Linked DNA regions of Mus musculus: region 2 is linked to region 1. The links are chromatin contacts, called in public HiChIP or PLAC-seq maps. All regions are on one chromosome and are shown on one strand. The core of a region is the stretch at or near the end of the contact, and the rest is flanking DNA. Distances in the headings are between cores, read along the strand shown. Region 1 has its middle 43 kb from the start of Gm30471. Region 2 overlaps Zmat4 (zinc finger, matrin type 4).

Region 1 (3,886 bases), core at 1,026-3,525:
TGCACACGGACAGTTCAAGTTACCAAGCGTTTCCTGCTACGGGCCAGGCAAGAAGGCTATGTGCTTCCTGGGCCTCCTGGAGTGATTCAGCTCTGCTTGAGGTGTGAAAGCAGCCACAGGCAATAGGCGACTGTTCCTGAAGAGCAGTGGTGAAGGGCTTGGCCCATAGGCTGCATTGTCTTGTCTCCAAGCTGATTAGTCAGGTGACTTGACAGCCTGTTTCTGTTGTTGTTTGTTTGTTTGGTTTTATTTGTTTGTTTGACATAGGGTTTCACTATGTAATTTTCTTTGCCTGCCCTGGAACTTGTTTTTGTAGACTTGGCTGGCTATGAATTCATAGAGAAGAACCACCTGGCTATGTCTCCCAAGAACTAGTATTAAAGATGTGTGCTCTATTCTTCTTTTTCTTTTTCTTTTTCTTTTTCTTTTAATTTCTCTCTTTTTTTTAATTTTTCTTTTTCTTTTTTTCCTTTCCCTTTTCCTTTTCCCTTTCCTCCTCCTCCTCCTTCTCCTTCTTCTTTTTCTTCTCTCTCTCTCTCTCTCTCTCTCTCTCTCTCTCTCTCTCTCTCTCTGTTTCTCTCTCTCTCAAGACAGGGTCTTACTACGTAGCTGTGAGCTGTCACTATCCTGGAACTCATTATTTAGACCAGGCTGGCCTTGAACTCACAATCAGCCTACTGTTGCCTCCCAACTGCTAGAATTAAGGATGTGATATCTGGCCATGTTTTGATTTTTAAATTTACTTTTCATTTATGTGCATATGGATGGTGTATATGTGTAGTGTGTGTGTGTGTGTGTATGTGTGTGTGTGTGTGTGTGTGTGTGTGTGTGTATCCCTTTGGAGGTCAGAAAATAACTTAAGAGTTGGTTCTCACCTTCCACTCTGTTTTGAGGCAGAGTCTCTCTTGGCTTTGTGTCACTGTGTATTTCAGCCTAGCTGGTTCCCGGGTCTCTGGGCAATTGTGTTTCTACCTCCCATCTCACAGCGGGAGAGTGGAGACTACAGATTCACACTGTGCTTCTGGCTTTGTGCATGGTACCCTGTGATCTGAACTCAGACTCTCAGGCTTGAGTGGTAAGCAGGGTTATCTGCTTGTTCACACTGTTTTATTCTCAAGAGGCTTGCTGCAGGGGTTAGTGAGGGGCTCTAGAGTCATAGAACTTATGGAACGGATCTGTCTCTCTCCCTCTCTCTCTAAATATCGTTATCATCTATCTATCTATCTATCTATCTATCTATCTATCTATCATCTATCTATCCATCTATCTGGGATTTATTGGAATGACTTACAGGCTGCAGTCCAATAGCTAACTGTGAGTGGAAAGTCCAATAATCTAGCAGTTACTCAGTTCTATAAGGCTGGGTGTCTCAGCTAGACTTCTGTCTATGATGGAATCCCAAAGAAGGAGCCTCCAAGGCCAGGAATGGATGTGCTAGCAAGGCGAGAAAGCAGGCAAAGAGCAAATGTTTCCTTTTTCTATGTCCTCATGTAGGTTACCAGCAGAGGGTGTGGTTCAGATTAAAGGTGTGTCTTAAAGCCTCAAAGGTCCAGACTACAAGTGGATTCACATGCTACAAACCACTGTGGGTGTGCCCTCCACTTCTAGATTGTAGTTCATTCCAGATACAGTCAGGCTGACCACCAAGAATAGCCATTACACTGCATTACCCACACTGGGTAATGGTAATTATCCTTCTGCCTCTGCCTCCCTACTGCTGGGCTGTGTCATCTGCTTCCAACCTAATTTTGATCTGTTTCTGTTTGCTGGGTCCTACAGGTTGTTGCTTCTGTTCTGGGAACTCCAGTCTGGTCACTGTTTCCCATAGCCATGTTTCTGCTGGAGTATAGCTCTAAGTGACTCTTCCACTACACAGAGGAAAGCCGAGAAAAGAGATCAGGGCAACGACAAGAGAGAGGCCAGAGTTACTCATGAGGAAAGATGTGGAAACATATGTCTGGGATAGATTGAGAAGAAAGGGGAGGAGAGGATAGGAAAGGGAGGGAGGGAAAGGGGAAGGGAAGAGGAGATGGAAGGGGAGGAGAGAAGTTTATTTTAACATTTTATAAGCTCTGCTGCTGAAACTTCTTAGCGTCTCCCAACCACCAAGCCAAGTAGAACAGTTTCATTTCTCCTTGGAGAGATTTAGAGTGTGGCACAGGCTGGCTTCTGTGTCTTGGAGAGACCAGATGAAATCTCTTTGACTTTGGAAGTCCTCAATGTGCGCATGGACAGACAGAAGAGCTCATGGCCCGAGAGAGGTACTCCCTCCTTAGCCTCCAGGTGGCGCTGTGGTGCACTTCCTCATCGGTATTCTGCCCATACAATACATGGTGGGGCATGGTAGCTATTCTTCCTTTCGCTTTAAAAAAAAGGCAAACATGAAATCAAAACAAGAGATGGAGGAGATCTAATTAGGAGTTCATAAAGCAGGGTTGGTATCTCCATTATCAGGCCGGAGCAAGACGGCTGTTTTCTTTCTACTCTGTCACTGATATAAATGAGTTTTTAATTCCCCCTTTTGTGAAGAGCAGGTTATCACACTCTATTCATTAAGTGATTCGAGGCTCTGCATCGGGGTTTAACCGTGGTTTAAATTAGCAGGCTCTGCCTTTGACATCCTTAGAGGGACAGAAATAAGGAGGCCAGAGAGAGGTAACAAACCCTCTTATGTACCCATCGGGTCTGGATTTGGGTGCTGAAAGATGCAGGCATGACCTTGGACAGACTGGAGGTGAACGCTGGAGCCCTGAGTGGAAGGGTGGATGGGTCTCCTGCTGTGCCCTAGGTGGCCTCCTGTCTCATTATAGTGAAGTCATTGTTACCTCTTCTTTCACAGAGTGCTGTGGCTTCTGTGACTTCCTGTCTGGAAGTCCCTGCTGCACCCGCTCTGGTTCCCCTACTTACTGCTGTTGCCCTTCTCCAAGTTCACACCCCTCCACCTGTCTGCAACCACCAAATGCTCTCAAGAGCCAGTGGTTCTCAACCTGGGGGTTGAAAGGCCCTTTCACAGGGGTCACCTAAGACCACCAGAAAACACAGATATTTAACATTGCAATTCATAACGGTAGCCAAGTTACAGATGTGAAGTAGCAATGAAAATCATTTTATGGTTAGGGTCACCACACCATGAGAAACTGGACTATTGCATGGTCACAGCATCAAGAAGGTTGAGAACCACTGTTCTAGGGGGAACACACACCAACTCCCTACAACCATTAGACTTTCCTCTTGGATTTCTCTTGGCTTTTAAAATATTATAGATGACTGATGCTTGTGTATCTTTGTTTATCTTGCCTGATAAAGTAGACCCCAGGGTCAGGACCCTCAAGTTTACTGCTCATATACAGACGTTCATGTCTATTCAAGACAGAGCAAAGAGAACCAGGTCCCAGTGAGGAGGCAAAGAGAAGTCCGCAAGCATTTAAGAAGGGCATGACTGTACTCTTCAGTCAGTCTTTGGGCTTGGGCTTTGGCTTCTCAGTGAGGCAGTACTCAGTAACTTCCATCTGGTCCTGCAGTATGGTTCATCCTCAGTCGACCTTTACCCTCATTTGCTGGTTAGGTAAATTTGTGTTTTGCAGTGCTAGGGATGGAACCTAGGACATTTCACACCAGAGCCCTCTGAGCTACATCCCCAGCCATACATGCCTACCATGTGATGGAGTCCCAAGCCAGGGGCACTGTTGACTTTCACTGACCTGTGCAGATCTGTGTTTGAGAGACGTGGGGTCTGAGGACTGGAAAGAACAGGAGGGACTACAGCCTAATGCTATTGACACACTTCCTTCAGTCTCAGTTTACTTTTATGCATGAATGCAACAAAGAAAGCAACGATGCAAGGAAGGTTGTTTGAGTTCACGAAAACATGATCAGAAAAACATGT
Region 2 (3,886 bases), core at 590-3,089, 280 kb after region 1:
AATGGCATTTGATTTAGAAGGATGATTTCTTCCTTTTACACTCATTATTTTAAGATTACAGAAGATTGTGGCAATTAAAACTTTGGAAAACTAAATGCACATAAACAAGACTGTGGTTTCAGCCATTTGTATATCTTTGATGTAGATCCTTTACCTGTTTTTTTTTTATAATTTTCAACAATAATAGTCATATATACAATGAGGGATTGAACGACTAGGAAGATTAATAAGAAAAAAGTAAAGGGAAGACAAACCAACCAGACTTAAGAGATGCCTAAAGAATTGTCTGTTTCTCTTTCCACTGCTATCAAGCGTTGCATTTTCCTAATGGTTTCATATTTTATATAATAAACATGTCAATGATGAGTGATAATTTTAGTCTTAAATTTTATTATTTTCTGGTATTGTACGGTCGCCACAGCTTTCTTATGCCATTTGTCTGACATCTTCCTGCCTTTGTTTTTAGCTGTTTGTATTTTCTATTCTAACATATGTTTCCTTTCAACAAATCCAAAAATCTTTGTATTTGGGTTAGGTTTTTTTTTTTTTTTTTCAACTTGGCACAAGCTAGATTCATGGGATGAGGAAACCTCAATTGAGAAAATGTCTCCTTAAGATCGGCCTGTAGGGAAGTCTGTGGGGAATTTTCTTGATGAGTGATTGAGATAGGTAGGTCCAGCCCACTTTGGGCAGTGCTACCCCTTAGCAAATGGTGCTGGGTTGTATAAGAAAAAATAATGAGTGAGCCATGGGGAGCAAGCCAGAAAGCAGAGCTCCTCTGTGTCCTCTGTTGTAGTTCCTGCCTCCAGGTTTCTTCCTTGATTTTCTGTTCCAACTTCCTTTAGTGATGGAATTTTATCTGGAGTATAAGACAAAACTAACCCTTGTTGTCCCATGTTGCTTTTGGTCAGTGTTCCATCACATCAAGAGAAAGCACACTGTGGCAATAACAACCACACAGGAACAGACTGTAGCAAGCTTACACAGTCTGTTCATACTTGCCTGTATCAATGCTCTATCTGGACTCTCATTTTTTTTTTCTGTACTTGTTTGTTCTAGTGACGTCCTAGACCATAAAATTTTAGTTTCCCTGTTGTTAAATTGAGTTATTTCTTTAGTGATTGCTCTAGTACAGAGCTAACCATATACAGCTCAATTCATTAGAGCCAGGTTTGTGCAACTTTGGATTTTAGGCAAATACAAACATGTGCAGTACTTCTTCTCCTTTCCTGACTGCTACTGTGAGACATATCATTTACAGGTTATATATTCAGCAATGCAGTTGTAATGATCAGTTATATCTGTTAATCTAAGAAAATAAATGGGCAGTGATTATATAGTTTTGTGTTTGTTTTATCACTCTTCTCGGTCACTCTGTTTCTCTTCATTGTTCTTATGGATTTCAAATTAGATGTGGTGTCACGTTCCAGTCCAGTCCAGCTTGGTACTGCTTGTCTCCTTTGCTCCTTTGAGCTGTTATTGTACAATACATGTCTCTATGTCATGGACTCAGTGTGGAATTATTTATATACAATAAATATATATATATATATATATACTCACAGCCACATATATTAGTTAAGAGAAGAAAGGAACATGTGCATTGAACTGTCTTTTACGATGTCATAATTAACCTTACCTGTGCTCTTGCTTACTTGTAAGGATTTGAAGTATTGCTTTGGTCACTGGCCCCCACCCTGAAGGTTTTCCTTTCGTACTGTAAGGTGGGTGCTCTTAGCGGATATTCCTTCTCTGAACTTTCAGTGTGTCCTGAAAACGCAGGCGTCTGGGCTCCGTTGTTTTTGCATAATCTCTTACCTTTGCTGTGGTTTCTTTGTGCATGGTACATTATTTCCTGCAGCTTGCAAACACGGCTCTTTGGTTTCACTTCCCAACAGTTCTATTGTGATCTGCTTGGTGTATTTTTTTCTGAGGCTTTTCCGTGCTATGATAAGCTTCCACTGTGTTTTCTATTTTTTATGTTTGGGACATCCTCAATGACTGTTCTCTTTCGCTCTTCTGCCTCTTTCTTCCTTCTGACATTCTGATTCCAACTGAAGTCTACTGCTGAGTCCCTTTTGTGACCTCTGAATGTTGGCTTCCACGCTTCCTATACGCAGAGACTCTTTTCTGGCTCCTTACAGTTTATACTTCTGAGTCGAGATTCTGCTTGACAAGACCTTGCTTTACGCTTTCCTCCTTTAGGTGTGGCCCTTTCTGTCTGTGAAAATGGGCTTAATTTCTTGAAGTCTTTGAAGTCGCTTTAAAGCAGCAGCTCTGAACCTGTGGGTCATGGGGGAGGTTACATAGCAGATCTTTGCATTGCTCTTCATAATGAAACAAAGTTACAGCTATGAAATAGCTGTGAGATCATTTTATGGTTGGGGTCACCACAACATGAGTCCCAGCATCAGGGAGATTGAGAATTGCTGCTTTAAAGTCTTTGTTTATTGTCTGAACTGCCTCCCCCCCTCCCCCCGCCCCCCACATATGGGTTAGAGTTTACCTGTTTTTGTTACATTCTGTTTATCTGGTTTCCAATAGCTTCTGGTTTTGTTACTGAATGCCTTGATTTTAGAGTATGTATTCTAACAATGCTGGGAACTGACACCCCCTCCTGGCACTGTTTTTGCTGTTATCTTCCTATTCACTTGTCAGTGTCCTGGCCAGATCGGTACCATCTGCTTCTGGGTGTGTAGTCACCTCTATCTAGCCTTGCTCCAAGGTACAGAAGAAAATGGTGACAGTTTAGACAACAGTCTTCAACCATCTCTTACTCCGGCCTCCTTTAAACTCCTTGTCGAACCTGGAAACACCCCCAGTGTTTAGACTGCGTTGTTGCATAACAAACTTATTGCTTTCCTCTGTGTCTTGGCTTAAAGGTCTTTGCAGAGTCATAGCGTTTGACTTCAGGAAGCCCTTTAGTTGTCTCTTCTCTGGTTCCTGTGAAATACCTATACCCCTGTGGGGTAGCTTCTTGCTGCACAGCAACACCAGCTTTCTCTTACCCCCTCACCACCAATGCTCCCACTTGTTTTTGAAAACATCCTCAAGCCAGACAGTCGTAGGACACACCTTTAATCCCAGTACTTGGGAGGCAAAGGCAGGTGGATCTTGGTGAGTTCTAGGTTGGCCTGGTCTAGGGAGTGAGTTCCAGGACAGCCGGGGGTACACAGAGAAACCCTGTCCTGAAAAACAAAACAAAACAAAACAAAACAAAACAAAACAGAAAACAAACAAACAAAAAAGCAAGCAAGCAAGCATCCTTAAACCCCATAGCTTCCCATACTCTATATCAAACAAAACAAAGCTAGGTTCCCTGGGGACAGTTTAGGAATAATCATTTCTTGTGCACGTCCATCTTTCTGTTCACAGAAGGAGCCCTGAACCACTGATCAAGCTGAGAACAGAGAAAGCTGCCTGCTGTTCTCAGAGCAACGGGCTTGCTATGGCTGAGCAAGCACGATCTGCATTGCTTTCCTGTTTGTCGGGCCTGTGTGAGAGCTGGGATAAGGTCAGCCAGGGCTCTTTTTCCATGGCATAGTGTACCTAGCATGGAGTGTCTCGCCTTCATTGAGAGTGTGTTAAGAAAGAGAGCTCTTGACCACTCACTTGTGTTGCCAGACATTTCAATCCCACAACCTGGAATTAAGTGGGACATGATAAAGGCTGGCTCTCTCTCCCTGTGTCCCCTGATGGGGTGCTAATATCGAGGGGGTCTACATTGTCTTGCCGCAGACGATAACTAGAGCTGTGTCATGCTAACCAGGAGGCTGACAGTGGAGAGGGTTATGCTAAAGTAGCTGGCCTATTCTTCAGATTTAGACAGTCTCTTCAACAAATATTTCTAAATATGATGTTTGCTTTTGAAAATAATATTAGTTCT

What was found. HiChIP or PLAC-seq counts read pairs in DNA pulled down with a chosen protein or histone mark.
Region 2: a RAD21 HiChIP or PLAC-seq map of pro-B cells shows a contact between it and region 1, with 2.9 times the contacts expected there. The contact joins two enhancer-like sites. A contact is called at or near these places in 1 of 15 datasets of contacts at CTCF or cohesin (pro-B cells) and 1 of 484 Hi-C or Micro-C datasets (the HPC-7 cell line).

Annotation. Positions count from the first base shown.
Region 1 is chr8:23,603,391-23,607,276 of GRCm38.p6, forward strand. No RefSeq gene overlaps it. Among named protein-coding and RNA genes, the nearest start is that of Gm30471, 43 kb to the right of the region's middle. Within about 2 kb of position 2,276, at least 4 of the 459 cell types and tissues checked have an H3K27ac peak or open chromatin away from gene starts, as enhancers often do. A contact at or near this core is called in pro-B cells, where this site is marked.
Region 2 is chr8:23,884,877-23,888,762 of GRCm38.p6, forward strand. The region is part of intron 3 of Zmat4 (zinc finger, matrin type 4); the gene reads left to right. Among named protein-coding and RNA genes, the nearest start is that of Gm51564, 160 kb to the right of the region's middle. Within about 2 kb of position 1,840, at least 16 of the 459 cell types and tissues checked have an H3K27ac peak or open chromatin away from gene starts, as enhancers often do. A contact at or near this core is called in pro-B cells, where this site is marked.